5 separate regions of the Mus musculus genome follow, and regions 1, 2, 4 and 5 are each linked to region 3. Evidence: chromatin contacts called from public HiCAR-type and HiChIP or PLAC-seq data. All regions are on one chromosome and are shown on one strand. The core of a region is the stretch at or near the end of the contact, and the rest is flanking DNA. Distances in the headings are between cores, read along the strand shown.

Region 1 (2,700 bases), core at 109-2,608, 580 kb before region 3:
CTTTGTCAAAATTGTGAAGCATTAATGTGCCCAAATGAAAGGTCAGAGGTATAGACTTGTGTCCTGGCCTCATTTCCAGTAAGAATGGTCTACATGGAGTAAGGGAGGCTTACAGCTTTACCTAGGCCAGTCCCGAAGATGAAGGCACAGATGGGTGGGTATTGGCTGTGGACCATTCATTCAATGGTCCAGTAAAAACAGTGGAGCCAGGCTCTGAACCAAGAGGTCCCATGCTTACCCACCCCAAACTGCCCCTTCCCATACCCTCACCCTATTCCCTAACAAAGATCCTTTAAGTTATGTCTAACAGAAAACCCCTTATTCTTTAGTAAGAAAAAAAGCAACTAAATAGAAAAAAAAATTAAAATTACCCGCAGAGCAACCAGTTTCTGACCCTTTCCTCTGCTGCAGAGAGCTATAGCCTTCCTTTGCAATAAACTTAACTTGCTTACTTTTCTTTAAAAATATATACAAATTCGCAGCAGTGGCAGCAGCACTCTGAGGACCCAACCCCTGTGGCTCAACATGAGGGCAGTGATGCTGGCTGCTTAGTTTGGCTCACCTGGGCTGCTATGGTGTCTGTGGATATTTGAGAACTGTGTGGCTGAAACACACAAGAGAGAAATGTTAGTGATGTCCATGAACTTTTCTAACACAGCTGTTAGAAATCAGCAACCTGGATGGCTTAGGACTGGTGCCAGACATAGCATCAGAGATAGTTGGTCCCTCACCTTCTACTCTTGGACTTCTCATTAAAGTAGACTGCCACCATAGCTCACGCTGCTACTGATCACTGGGGAAACTAAGGCAGGCAATCATTTAAAGCTGAGCCCCATCTGCATTCCCGGATGAGGTCCAGGCCAGAGTCGGCTCATGTTGTCTTCAAAATAAAACAAACAAAAAGACAAGATGTCCCAACCCAACCTCAAAGGTAAGTGGCCCCTAAGGTCCCTGGCAGAAATTTTGACTAGCATTCAGAGATGGGAGCATAAAAACACCAGAGTTCCCAGGACCCCACATTCTGGGTTTAGAATCAGGGTGGATCCAGTTGCCCTCACATGTGGTATAGAAACAGGCTCATCAGAAATCTCCTTAGGCAGATGATGAACTTATAAACCAAGGAGGGGTATGTGGGAGGGTTTGGCAAGAAAAGTGAGAAATGATGTAATTATATTATAATCTCAAAAAACAAAAAAAAACAAAAAACAAAAAAAACCCTGTAATAAAAAACGTTCTGGTTGGGGACCCCTGGGCCACTAGGGGGAGCCAGGGGAATGATATCGGAGGGCTCTTGGGGTTGGGGGGGGGGGTTACCAGATCTGAGGAAGAACTTGGGAACCACTACCACAGTGATTTTGTTACACTGAAAGGCACACAGCCCTCTCTGAGGCTCTCTGGAATCAATCCGATGTGTGTGGTACGGAGAGAGGTGCTCACTGAGGATGCTGGCCCTTCCTGAGACCCGCAGCCTCAGGTCTGGGCAGCCAGAGTCACACATGGCTGAGCATCAAGGACACAGAGGCAACCAGGGCGGGCTATTCTCAGAGTGTTGGAATGGAGGTGACAGGTCACATCAGGGTGGCGTTCAGAGCAGTGAAGGACTTGGGGCTTGAAACCTTAGCCATAACTAGGCTGTCTCTGAAAATTTTGGACTCATCTGAGAGGGGGGTGCAGCAGCTACACAGAATGGGGGAGGGACTCTTGGTTACAGTCATTCCCATAGGACATTTCATGTCTCCAGGGCAGCAAACATCACAGCCTGGAGTTACCACCAGCCACAATACTGAAGAGAAAGACCACAGACTTTAGCCCATCTAGCAGCTGCCCTCACCCTTTTTATTTTTTTTCTCAAAGGAAAAGTGCTGACACCATTTTCCAAGCCTTAATTATACATAAAAGCTCTCTCTTTAGTCAAAGAAAAGCTGAATGTAAACTCAAAACCATATTGACGTTATTGACCCACCGTGGCCCCACATGAGCCTTACATCTGCCTGCCAATATGACAGAAACTGGTAGGCGAAGGACACAAATGTCCCGTGTCCTTGACAGACAGACAGCCTTCGTTTCCACATCAGCAGATTCTGTCTTTGTGGATTTGTGAGGAGGAAGAGAATAGGGCTCCTGATAGAAGCTTGGCGTACAACTCCCCAGCATCCTTCAAGTGATAAGCAAAAGCTTCCATGGCTCACCACTCTCTGCCTAGACAAATTCTAAATATGGATCTGCACATATGTACAGATTAGACTGAGCACACAGGAGCAAAGCAAGCTGGCCATCCGTCCCTCCTGTCCCCTCCCTCTGTAGGAATCTGGCTGGGGATGTAGGTTTGAGTTCACAGTACTGACGATCTCAGAGTCCAGCTGAGCATAGCACAGGAAATCAACATGCCTGCATCTGAACTAACTGCATTCTGCTTCATTGCCCTGCTTGCCAACAAATGTTTATGCTCTTATTGCCTAAGGTCCTATGATTCAAAAGGGGGCCCATATATTCTACCATAGCATCTCCAGTGCATTAGTACTTAATGGCCATGGGCCGTGGAGCGACACTGTTTAACCAAGGTTACTCTTTTTTTTTTTTTTTAACCTCAGTGCTATTTTGGTCTTGAGTGTGCTTCTGGCCTTTGTGGTTTTATGGAAATTCAGTGTCCTTCAAAGGAGAGGAAAGAGTGATGTACACCCAGAAGAAATCTGGTTTCTC
Region 2 (2,700 bases), core at 129-2,628, 700 kb before region 3:
ATAACTGGGCAGAAGAGACTTAGTTGAGGTTTAGGTTTTGTGGGCTTGGGGAAGAGAACCAGGAAGAAGGAGGAAGAGGAGGAGGAGAAGGAGGAGGAGAGGAGGAAGAGAAAGGAGGAGGAGGAGGAGGAGGAGGAGGAGGAGGAAGAGGAGGAGGAGGAGGAAGAGGAAGAGGAAGAGGAGGAGGAGGAGAAGGAAGAGGAGGAGGAGGAAGAGGAGGAGGAGGAAGAGGAAGAGGAGGAGGAGGAGGAGGAGAAGGAAGAGGAGGAGGAGGAGGAAGAGGAAGAGGAAGAAGAAGAAGAAGAAGAAGAAGAAGAAGAAGAAGAAGAAGAAGAAGAAGAAGAAGAAGAAGAAGAAGAAGAAAAGAAGAAGAAGCAGCAGCAGCAAGAAGAAGCTACCAAGAGTTAGCTGAGGCATAAAAATGTAGCCCTGTGGGCTAACTTGTTGGAGTTAAGAGCAGCCCAGATGAAACCTAGTAAGTAGTAAGTAGTGATTCAGGGTTACTGATAGGAGAGTAGATTCAACAGAATGGAGGGTAGACAGCTGCCCAGTTACTGTGCTGGTTAAGGCTTACTGTAAATATAAATGCCGTGAGTGTGTTTTTAATCCTGGAATCCAATAACCAAGGAGGGGTGGAAACCCTGGGCCAGGATTTAAATAATTAATATTATAATTCAGTCCCCATACTTAATGTTTCACTTTCTAGTGCAGTCTACATGTACAGAGTCAGCAATATTCAGGATGAGTCTTCTTCTCCTATGTTCTCCCTGGAGCAACTCTACCTCCCATGTATTTTAATAGATGACATATAATGTCAGTTAGAGTCCAGTAAGGCCTACTACATTTGAGGCTTGAGTCTCTCTGAATCTTGCTGCTGTATTTCTGAATGGAGATCTGTGGGCCTGGCAGTTTGCCACTTCAAAAGCCTGCCGGTTCATTTGTCACTTCTAAGCAACAAATCAGTTCATCATTTGTTTGCCAAGGAAGGCAAAGCAAACAGGAGCAGTCATCGTCAGTACACAGACAGAATGCTAACCTGGTCTGTCTCGAACTTAGGAAGGTCATATGGGAGCTGGAACAATTTCTTCCTTGGCTGTTACGAAACACCTTACAAAGTCAACTTAAAGAAGGGAATGGTTCGTTGGGCCTGTGGTTCAGAGATTGGGGGACTGTAGCCCACAGTTGCAGGAGAAAGTGACAATAGGACTCGGGCAACTCCCCCCATTGCATCTGCATTCAGCAAGCAAGCAGCAGACAGGAAGGAAGGAAGGAAGGCTGGACTATGAATCCGCAAGTGTGCTCCCTTTGGCTTCCTCCTGAAGACTCCATTTCCCACAACAGAACCACTGATTGAGGGGACCAACTGTTTAAATCCACGAGCTACTGGGGATATTTTACATTCAAACCACAGCACACGCTCAGCAGCTCCTGGCTCGTGCAGCAGAGCATCGAAAGGAGTCCAAATGTTCCTGTGGAAAAGAATTGTCTTCCCTCCATTGTGCTGGTTTGTCAACTCGGGTCACTTTCGAGTTCCTTGTGCATTTCTAAAGATCTATCACCAAAGAAAGCAAACTGCAGCAGCAGCATTTTTAAGAAGGCGCCAGGGATGTCAGTTTAGACTTTCCCATTAGTTTATGATGGCAGTTCTGGCATTTCAAAGCAGGGTGCAGCTGTGTGGGAAAGATAGAGGAACGTGGTGCCCAATAATGGTCCCGCCCCAGAACGGGAACAAGTTACTGACAGCTCAGATGGCCTTCCGGGGTTTCTAAAGTCAGCGTCGTTGGGATGGTGTGGCGAATGGACTCATTGTCTCTAAAGGGTTTGGAATAAAAGCTGCAATGTAAGAAGAAAACAAAAAAACAGAATGAAAAGACAAAATACTGACAATTTACTGGGCATGATACCCTGGGGAAAGTACATTCAGTTCTACCAAAAAAGACACTTTGCCTATGTAGACCTTTCTCTTTCTTTACAAGCATTAAGCAAGATAATGTGTGTTTTTAAGGAGCTTCATGGTGCCTGGAACAAAACATGTTTTTAGAAGAGGCTTTGCTTTATAAAGAAAAGTATAATTCACCATCATTTGATGTGCTGAGTAGTTGGTGGGTTTGTTGTTGTTGTTGTTGTTTGGTTTTGTTTTTGTTTTGTTTTGTCAACTTGACACAGCCAGGAAGGATCACCTGGAAAAAAGGAAGCTCAGTTGAAAAAAATGAGTTCTTCAGATTGCCCTATAGACAAGTCTATAGGGCTTTCTTTTTTTAAATTAATGATTGGCATGGAGGGCCCATTCCACTAGGGACAGTACCACCCATGGGTAAGTGGTCCTGGGTTGTCTAAGAAATCCATCTTTAAGGGTGTCACCATGGAGTTTCCATCTCCACTTTAAGGCTTGCCTCCTGTTCACTTAATAAGTCTCAGACATCCTTGCATCCTTTCAAGCATGGCAGGACTAGCATGAGCCTGTACACCTACAGTTTGTCTTATCACAAAGATCATGAACCAAGCAGCAGGATGACTGTCTACAGAAATTCTTCCCATAACTCAAAAGTATGTGTGGTGTGCTTTCCTCACAAGCCATCTGTCTGGCAGCCTCAGCCCCTTTCAGTCACTTCTTCCTATCAATAGATGTTCAGACTCTTGCTTGTTGTGTAGGTGGCAAGCAGCAACCCCTCATTTTGTTGAAAGAGCCCTAAAGTGCCA
Region 3 (2,700 bases), core at 199-2,698:
CTGAAGAGAGCATTTCCCTGTGGCTTGTTGGGGCTCTTGAGCTCATTACGGTTGATTCACATTTCTGTCACCCTGATCCATAAACTTCCTCCTGCCTTAAGGTGATTGGAGCTAGTTTTCACCAGCTTATAAGGGCAAGGTACCAGTTTACCAGCTTTGTCCAGATTCCTTTTAATTTTCAGTGAGCTTCTATCTGATTGAAGGTTTCTTGTAGTAAGTAGTGAACTGGGGCAAATTGGAAGTTTTTATGAAATTTAGCACATTTCCTCCGATGTTTCCTAATAGTAAGATTTAACTAGTAATATTTGTACACTTTCGTTCAAAGCAACATAGTTGCAATCCCAGGTATTTCCAAAATGTGAACTAGGATGTAAGTTATTTTCTATTGCTAACTATTCAGGCTCTCATTGCTGTATAGTGTGTACCCCAAACTAAGCAGGATGCTTCATAAGACCTATAATCCATGTGTTTCATCTCAACCACTGTTAGGTATTACAAGGCTTTGACTTAAAATTCCTACCTGGTTAAAGCAACCCCCTTTCCACAGAGGAGTCTTTGTCCCAAAGCTGCTTAGTTCCATGTTGCCATCCTCTTCCTTTCTGATGAAAACTAGCCTGGCCAATCCATCCTTTACTGCCCCTGTATTCACTCCCAGGCTTTAAGGCCATTGGTCATCCTTCCTGTGAGACAGTGCTTTAGGAAGAAAGGAAGACTGCTCTAGCTTCCTCTCTTGAGCTCTGAGCCTTTGCTCTCTCCCTTGCTCTGTGCACTCCAGACCTCCCAAAATAAAAGCCAGGAGGAGTGTTTAAAAATAGTTTTTAAAAGCTTCATAGGGTGTGTGGGTGTCAAGGTAGCTGTTTGCGTGCAGACTTTCTCTTGGGATTCTGGGTTCTGTGCACAGAACATTTATGGAAGTTTTTCAACCTTCCATAGTGAGTGTCGATGTATTGTGTCTAACCCACAGGCTGATTTTGCGCACGTTTTCCCCGACACAGCCACATTCTGTTCCCTTTTCTTGCCTTACGTATTAGTGTAGACCCCTAGATCTTCATGCCTCACTTCTGTGGGTGGCAAAGGAGAAGGCAGCCGCCAGCGCAGTGGAGAGGGCAAAGCAAACCTGTCTGTTAAGAAAGAGCGGGACAGAACAAAGAGCACACATCCTTTGCCAACAGTCTTCGGAAACAGGCTCAGTCCGCTCATGCGCAGGAAGAAGGCCGGCCCGGGATAGTGTGGGCAGGAACAGGCAGAATGACCCCCGGGGATCACGGGTTTGTTGGAGTTTCCAGCACCTTTCATCCTTTGTCCCCACTTCTGATTCACATGCATATTACCCTGACCAACTCCACACTAAATTCTCTTTCTCCCCCTGGCTCTCTGGAAGGTGGTGGGAACCTCTAAATATTTATGAGGTGTCCGGGACTCTGGTGCTCTTGTGGCGCTAATGAATGCGTGCCTGCGCACAGGGACCCGAAACCCGGCAAAGGGACGGCCACACAGCTCCTGGCCTCGCAGTTCCCAGGCCCGGAAGAAAGCGGGGAGGATGAAGGGAGGAGAAGCTGTTGTCAGGAGAGAAACAAACGGTCGGGCTACACAAAAGAAAGAACAGAGTTCCATCTTTGCCCGCTGGAGCGCTCTGGAGCGGGTAGGAATGTGCGTGAGGCAGGGGAGTAACTCGCCCGATTCCCAAGTCGGAAATGAGTTTCCTAGGAGACAAAGAACCTACCCGCATTTTCTTTTAAGCCCCACTTTCTCCAGTTAAGAGTCTGGACCTCTCGCAGAAGCTGTTAGGGTCCTTTATGCGCTGTTTTCATTAGGGAGCTAAATTCCGTCTTAAAGTGAACTCTCCCTAAATATGTTTGCATAAAGGAATCTATAATTCTAGCTTGGAATGTAAATCACCTGTAGTAACAGGTGGTCTTCGTGGTATCTTAATAGAAAGAGTGATGTATTCATACATTGGAAATGAACCGGGGACGTCGGAATGTCCGGAACATCAAGCACCAGAAAGAATCGTCTGCCTAGCCCCCATTGGCTCGCGTCTCCAGACACCGAGATCTGAGGGCTCCCTCAATGTCACTCCCAGGCGGGGGAGTCTGCAGGCAGCTAGTCTATTGAAGTCATCCATACAATGCTGATTATTTTCCTTTGTAGGTCTCAATATCCAAAAAGATTAAGGTTTTGTTACTTTAAAACACTCGTTCCGGATGCAAGAAACAAGTAACCTTGGCTCCGCTCATCTATCTTCCTAGGATGCTAAAAAAAAAAAAAAAACTAGGAAATCCTACCTCAGGCCTGGTCATGGCCCAAACTTTAGCTCTGCCAAAGGGAGGCAAAGCAGAAACTGAGCCCTAGCTTCCTTTTGAACACACTAGAAGCTCTGCGCAGCTCCGTGACAGCCTGTAAGTCAGTTGTAGAGAGCTAAGACTTCATGTTGGAAGATTCAAAACATGTCCCCAGGATCCCACCCTGCCCTGTCACCCAGACCTGACTATGTGATTCCTAAACATTCCGCACAGGAGAAAGACTGAATTTCTTGTGCTTCTGCACCAGGGCATTTCGTGGAAAAGTGCGAGTTAGTAGGAATATTTAGTAAATGTTTTCAGTGAGCATTGCGTAGCTTTGATCAAAAGAATGTACAGATTCTGTCGCCATTTTGTGAGGTGATAGGACTGAGTTTGTAAACACGACTACTTTGTGGTT
Region 4 (2,700 bases), core at 169-2,668, 750 kb after region 3:
ACATTAAATGGCATAATCTGGGAGAAATGTTGTTACATTAGGGCATGTGGAGGCTCCCTGGGAAGCTCTGTTTGAGAGTGCTTTTATTCCAAAGGGCACCATCTGGACCCATGTATGAACAGTGTGCAGTTTTAAGTGCAGGCTTTTGCTCATTAAAGTGGGTCAAACGTATATTGAATTGGAAATGACATTTAAGTTACTCTCAAACAAATATTACCTTAACCATCTTCCTTGGTCCTTGCCACCCACATCAAGTACAGCTCAATTGCTCTGATATCCTTTGCACAGGATAGAGCACAAGAGAAAGCATGTGACACTGAGGGGGTAAAGGAAACTCTCCTATGCCAATCAATACATTGTATCAAAAGTGCTGGCAAATGGAGAACTATGAATGCATATGTGTGTAACTTTTCCTCAGGAATTGACATCCCTACTTTAGATTTTTGTAAAGCGCCAAAACCTTTCATGGGTATAGATATGCCATGCCACAAGGATGACACCATTTGCTATCATTAGGAATAAACAAATAAAAATTCCTTGGAGTTTTGGTAATATTGTTTGCGTCTATTACCCTGAGCTGTTTGATTTCCTTCACAGCCTGCATCTGTTTAATTCAAATTACGCACATGTCTCTCTGGACAGTAATTTCTTCCAGCTGCTGAGATCATGGAGCAGGAGTGCTACATATTCAAAACAGCTGTTTAACTTAGGACCACTTTGCATCACACCCGGAACTGGACTACATGGCTCACGAAGACTGTACCTTCTCATTTATAAAAATATTCTGTCATTCGCTTATTAAGTGGATTTTAAAACTCCTCAACCTTGAATGTACAGAAACAAAAAGCAGTCTACCTTTACTCAAATTTCCATTTAGAAAAATGACATGCTTTGTATAAGTGTAAAATACTGACCTCAATTTGTTCAAAATGACTTATTAAGAATCAGACCAGAGAGAAAATTAGGTAAAACTGAGAATATAGTTCATTAAAGCTTTTAACCTACTTATAGGAAAAATCTTGAAAAAGAAGAATTTTGAAAAAAAAATACTGGTTGATCTCTCTCTCTCATACACACACATACACACACACACACACACACACACACACAGAGAGAGAGAGAGAGAGAGAGAGAGAGAGAGAGAGACAGACTCTCACAGCCCAGCAGCATATTTAATTGAATTTATCAAAATGCCTCCAAGCAGAATATATATTTACTCTGCTGTTTTGAATGCAAAAACCTATGAAAAAGAGAAAAAAAGCAAATCTCGGGCTGTCACTTCCTGTGTTCGCCAGGCACATAATTTTCTTCTCTGCACAAAGCAGAGGCTCCATCAGAGTAATTCACCTCCCTAGCTCCTCTGAGTAGCAACCGGCTCCTCTCAGCCCCAGCTGTTCTCCTGTGAGGCAGCGCTTTCTCTGGAGAGGGGCGGTTGGGCCTGCGAGACAGAACATAAAGCACTTAGCAACATAGTCTACAACACTCAGGGAACAGGGTCGAGGGTACAGACAGCAGCTCTCCACACCAGCCCTCCGGTAATGGAACCATGTAGATGCCTGTGAAGAGACACTGGCACATACATTCACAAGCCCAGATGGGGCTTTTAAAGTCTGATGTTGAAGGTAAAAACATCTTCGAAAATGACATAATTTGGGAGGGGGAAGAAGGTGCTGGCATGTCTCATATAAACTTGTTACTGTTTTTGTTGTTGTTGTTTTCTTGTTTGTTTTTAAGGATAAAAAGTACCACCACATGAGAGGGCTTAGTGTTTTATTTTATTTCAAATAGACTCCCATTAGCAGTACTGATAAGTATCAGAAGGACTCACTAGGCAGAACACATAGAACACTACATTCTGAAAGTATGTTTTGCTAGTTAAATTTGAGATTAGGTCTTTACACCTCTTAATTAAATTTCAAATTACTGAGTGCATAACAGCCACTCTTGACGGATGCTTATATCATAAAACTGCTGAGATCATTAGTATGGTCTGGCATGAACCTCTGTAGTTCTCATCCCAGCTCTTTTGACCATGGGAAGCTGGCTGTTCAGCCATTGGGACTGGATCATCATGTTCGCTGTGGTACTTGGCTTCCCACACATGGGGCTTTAGTGCTACATTAGTGTGTGCCTGTGAATTAAGCTGTCTTTAAAAGCACTAGGTTGTCTCTTAGTGGTAGTGTTTTACACAATTATAACTTTTTATAATTTTTTATTTCTACAGATCATCCAAAAATCAAATTATTCTAGTCAAGAATATAAATGTTACAATGATACATAATTCTAAGAGACAGATAAAATAGTTACTTAAAATGCCAGTAGACAGCACCAGTTTTTAAATAACAGAAGTTTACTCTTATTTGTGTTTTTGACCCTTAAGATGTACCTGAATAATGGAAACTTTGCCAGCAGTAGATTCAACTGCTGCCTGCACATACCTCAAATTAGCCAACTGAGGACAGTTGTGTGAATCTGTAGCATGACAGGTAAATACATTTGAACAGGTTCCAACACCCACTTTGGAGTGTGTTACTTTAACTGGCTCAAAAGCAGCACAGTAGCACTGCCTAAACTCAAGGTTCTCCGCCCACTTGCAGCCTCTGCAGCTGGAGGCACTAAGTAACAAGTGTGAACTCAGAGGATACATTAAATGGCTACTCTCCATCATCTATTCATAGAGACAAATATTTAGGAAACTAA
Region 5 (2,700 bases), core at 158-2,657, 760 kb before region 3:
AAAAACACATTTTAAAAATATTTTTGAAAACGTGTCCCTTTACTGCCATGCCATGAAGCTTCATGTGTGTGTGTGTGTGTGTGTGTGTGTGTGTATGTGTGTGCATTCATGTGTGTGTGCATTCATGTGTATGTATGTGTATGCTTGTGTGCATGTATGTCGTGGATCTCTGTGTGTGTGTCTGTGTGTGTGTATCTATCTGTCTGTGTGTGTGTTTATCCTTGCATATGCATAGATTGCTAGAGCAATCCATACTGCTGTTCTTTAGCTCTTTCAGTATAATGATGTTTCAAAAAGTACAATGCCTCAAACATGCCAACCTTCTGAATTAATCTTTCCAACACACACACACACTCACACACACACACACACACCCTTACATCTGTTATAGGCTCAGAGATGGATAGAAACACTGTCCTCTGTTTTGATTCACCTGTCACAAAGTTCTTGACACAAGATTAAATATTGGTCATTAGATGAATTCTATTACTGACTACATTCTGGGCATTCTTGAGCCATAATCAGATCTCCCAGGGTTTCATTTAATTCAACATTAAATGGAAGAATTAACATGGAACTCATATTGATAAGGGAAATGAACAGCCTGGGGGGCCCTGTCAATACCTTAGCAAAGAGAAAAAGAAATCGCCGAAGGGCACTTTACTTTTGTCTGTTCACTGAATCAAACCAGCTCCGTGAAGACATGAAATTATGGCAGTCCAGACAGATAAACATGGACCCCTGAGACAGACCTGTCAAAGCCCGGAGCTCTGGAGCCATCCAGAGGGCTAAGAAGGGAAGGTTGTAAGATCTAAGGAATCTACCCAGGCTAAATGGTGAGACAGGACAGGCTCAGTCTGGAAAAAGCCACTGAGGGCTTAGGGCTTCCAGGAAGCTTGCAGTGGGGTTGGTGATATATTTACAGCCCGAGTCTCACTAGCAAACACCCCTGATATCATTGAATGACCCCGAATTACAAGAAAATAATTAAACAATAGCAGGAAGCCATGTCTTCCATTGCCTACTGAGGCATAAGATTAGGAAGAGACCCCATGAGAAAGCTAAGTCTCTGGGCCTCTCAACTCCAGATAAACAGAATCCAAGTGTCCAGCAAAATGTTAATGAGTTCTAATCTGCAAAGAGGTCTTGCCTGGGACCAAATAAATTTGCAAGTCCTGGCTATGCAACACAATGAAACTCTTCAGTAAAGACTCTCACAGACTATTTAGTGTGCTGCTCATGATAATTCCCCCAACGCAGTGTGGCATTTCCCAAACTCATTTAACTTGGGAATATTTTTTCTAATTCAGAGCCCCCATTAGCATTGGACGTTTGTGTATGGGTGCCTCTCAATTTGGAAAACAGTGGTGTAGGTCCATTTACATTTCAATGGATGCCTGCAGACAGCTCCCATTCTGTCGGTTTGGCATGAAAACCCCCAAGGAAGCTGACTCCTGACAGGATAGAGCATAGAAAGACCAGTGTGCCAGCCTAGGCAGAAAATGTCCGAATTGGCAAGCGTGTTCACAAATCTTTAGATCTGACAGTGCTCTGGTCATTTATGCTCAGTGCTCAGATCTGCAAAGAGCCAAGTCGGCCTGAGGGAAGTCATTGTCCTCAGAGGAACAACTGGGAAGGGAACTGAGCCTGGATTAGGCAGTAGGTGAGAAAGACCCTGTGGGTCGCTGTAGGTGGTAAACCTCAAAGAAAAAAAGAATGAAAGCCAGTGCAGATTGGCCTCCTGAACCTAGATCAGTCTTCTGTGGAGTCTAAGGCCAGGCCGTCATTGCCAACATATTTAAAGTACAGTATAATTAGACAACAATCCATCCAGTCCTAGGGGTACAATAAAACATTTTCCCTTTTTTTTTTTAAAAAATTAGATATTTTCTTTATTGACATTTCAAATGTTATCCCCTTTCCTTGTTTCCCCTCCGAAAATCCCCTATCCTCTCTCCCCTCCCCCTGCTCCCCAACCCACCCACTACCACTTCCTGGCCCTGGCATTACCCTACACAGGGGCATAGAACCTTCACAGGACCAAGGGCCTCTCTTCCCACTGATGACCTACTAGGCCATCCTCTGCTACATATGCAGCTAGAGCTATGAGTTCCACCATGTGTTTTCTTTGATTGGTGTTTTAGTCCCGGGGGAGCTCTGGAGGTACCTGGTTAGTTCATATTGTAGTTCCTCCTATAGGGCTGCAAACCCCTTCAGCTCCTTTGGGTACTTTCTCTAGCTCCTTCATTGGGAACTCTGTGCTCTGTACAATAAAACTTAAGGTATGACTAGATAGCAACTGCTTTACAAAGAACGTATGATTATGAAGGTGAGTTCTATAGCTAAAAGAGCTAGTATCTATTGAGGTCTCTACTGAGACAGCATAGAGGTCACCAGGCAAAAACATGCATAAGTCATCTCGCTGAAGGGATAGGTAATGGTCTGGGGATGGAAGAGTCTAAGACAATCATTTTGGGAAATTTGGGTGAGGTCTGCCTCTACAGGTAGCATAAAGGTCACTGGGTCATCAGCAAAATCACTCTCAGCTGTTTGGAAAGGAAAACAGGTATTTTATCACCTCCGTTGAGAAAAGGTCCTGTGTGTTTAACATTCCTAGTTCCCCTAGTGATCTGTGGGCACAAGGACTTTTGTACCTCTAACAAGTAGAGACAAGAGCCTTGGGCACAAATGACAGAGAAT

What was found. HiCAR-type assays count read pairs that join an accessible place to other places. HiChIP or PLAC-seq counts read pairs in DNA pulled down with a chosen protein or histone mark.
Region 1: a contact with region 3 is called in a HiCAR-type map of astrocytes, with 2.7 times the contacts expected there. The contact joins two enhancer-like sites. A contact is called at or near these places in 3 of 39 promoter capture datasets (hematopoietic stem and progenitor cells, neural stem cells and pre-B cells), 1 of 15 datasets of contacts at CTCF or cohesin (stem cell-derived epiblast-like cells), 5 of 484 Hi-C or Micro-C datasets (B cells, the G1E-ER4 cell line, bone marrow-derived macrophages and 2 more) and 15 of 115 datasets of contacts at active chromatin or transcription factors (astrocytes, bone marrow-derived macrophages, craniofacial prominence and 12 more).
Region 2: a contact with region 3 is called in a HiCAR-type map of astrocytes, with 2.1 times the contacts expected there. The contact joins two enhancer-like sites. A contact is called at or near these places in 4 of 115 datasets of contacts at active chromatin or transcription factors (astrocytes, embryonic hindbrain, forebrain and 1 more).
Region 4: a contact with region 3 is called in an H3K4me3 HiChIP or PLAC-seq map of forebrain, with 4 times the contacts expected there. The contact joins two enhancer-like sites. A contact is called at or near these places in 5 of 39 promoter capture datasets (cranial neural crest, frontonasal cranial neural crest, hippocampal neurons and 2 more), 4 of 484 Hi-C or Micro-C datasets (cerebral cortex, cortical neurons, myocytes and 1 more) and 7 of 115 datasets of contacts at active chromatin or transcription factors (embryonic basal ganglia, embryonic forebrain, embryonic hindbrain and 4 more).
Region 5: a HiCAR-type map of astrocytes shows a contact between it and region 3, with 3 times the contacts expected there. The contact joins two enhancer-like sites. A contact is called at or near these places in 4 of 115 datasets of contacts at active chromatin or transcription factors (astrocytes, embryonic forebrain, embryonic midbrain and 1 more).

Annotation. Positions count from the first base shown.
Region 1 is chr17:9,758,248-9,760,947 of GRCm38.p6, forward strand. All of the region lies in intron 3 of 4930452A19Rik (RIKEN cDNA 4930452A19 gene), which reads right to left. Among named protein-coding and RNA genes, the nearest start is that of 4930452A19Rik, 16 kb to the right of the region's middle. Within about 2 kb of position 1,359, at least 47 of the 459 cell types and tissues checked have an H3K27ac peak or open chromatin away from gene starts, as enhancers often do. A contact at or near this core is called in astrocytes, forebrain, heart atrium and 1 more, where this site is marked.
Region 2 is chr17:9,631,378-9,634,077 of GRCm38.p6, forward strand. No RefSeq gene overlaps it. Among named protein-coding and RNA genes, the nearest start is that of Pabpc6, 37 kb to the right of the region's middle. Within about 2 kb of position 1,379, at least 29 of the 459 cell types and tissues checked have an H3K27ac peak or open chromatin away from gene starts, as enhancers often do. A contact at or near this core is called in astrocytes, forebrain and stem cell-derived neural progenitor cells, where this site is marked.
Region 3 is chr17:10,333,978-10,336,677 of GRCm38.p6, forward strand. No RefSeq gene overlaps it. Among named protein-coding and RNA genes, the nearest start is that of 1700110C19Rik, 11 kb to the left of the region's middle. RefSeq lists an enhancer at 1-2,700. Within about 2 kb of position 1,449, at least 204 of the 459 cell types and tissues checked have an H3K27ac peak or open chromatin away from gene starts, as enhancers often do. A contact at or near this core is called in astrocytes, cortical neurons, embryonic basal ganglia and 4 more, where this site is marked.
Region 4 is chr17:11,086,618-11,089,317 of GRCm38.p6, forward strand. All of the region lies in intron 2 of Prkn (parkin RBR E3 ubiquitin protein ligase), which reads left to right. Among named protein-coding and RNA genes, the nearest start is that of Gm41526, 46 kb to the right of the region's middle. Within about 2 kb of position 1,419, at least 25 of the 459 cell types and tissues checked have an H3K27ac peak or open chromatin away from gene starts, as enhancers often do. A contact at or near this core is called in cortical neurons, embryonic basal ganglia and forebrain, where this site is marked.
Region 5 is chr17:9,578,809-9,581,508 of GRCm38.p6, forward strand. No RefSeq gene overlaps it. Among named protein-coding and RNA genes, the nearest start is that of Gm51424, 3.8 kb to the left of the region's middle. Within about 2 kb of position 1,408, at least 54 of the 459 cell types and tissues checked have an H3K27ac peak or open chromatin away from gene starts, as enhancers often do. A contact at or near this core is called in astrocytes, where this site is marked.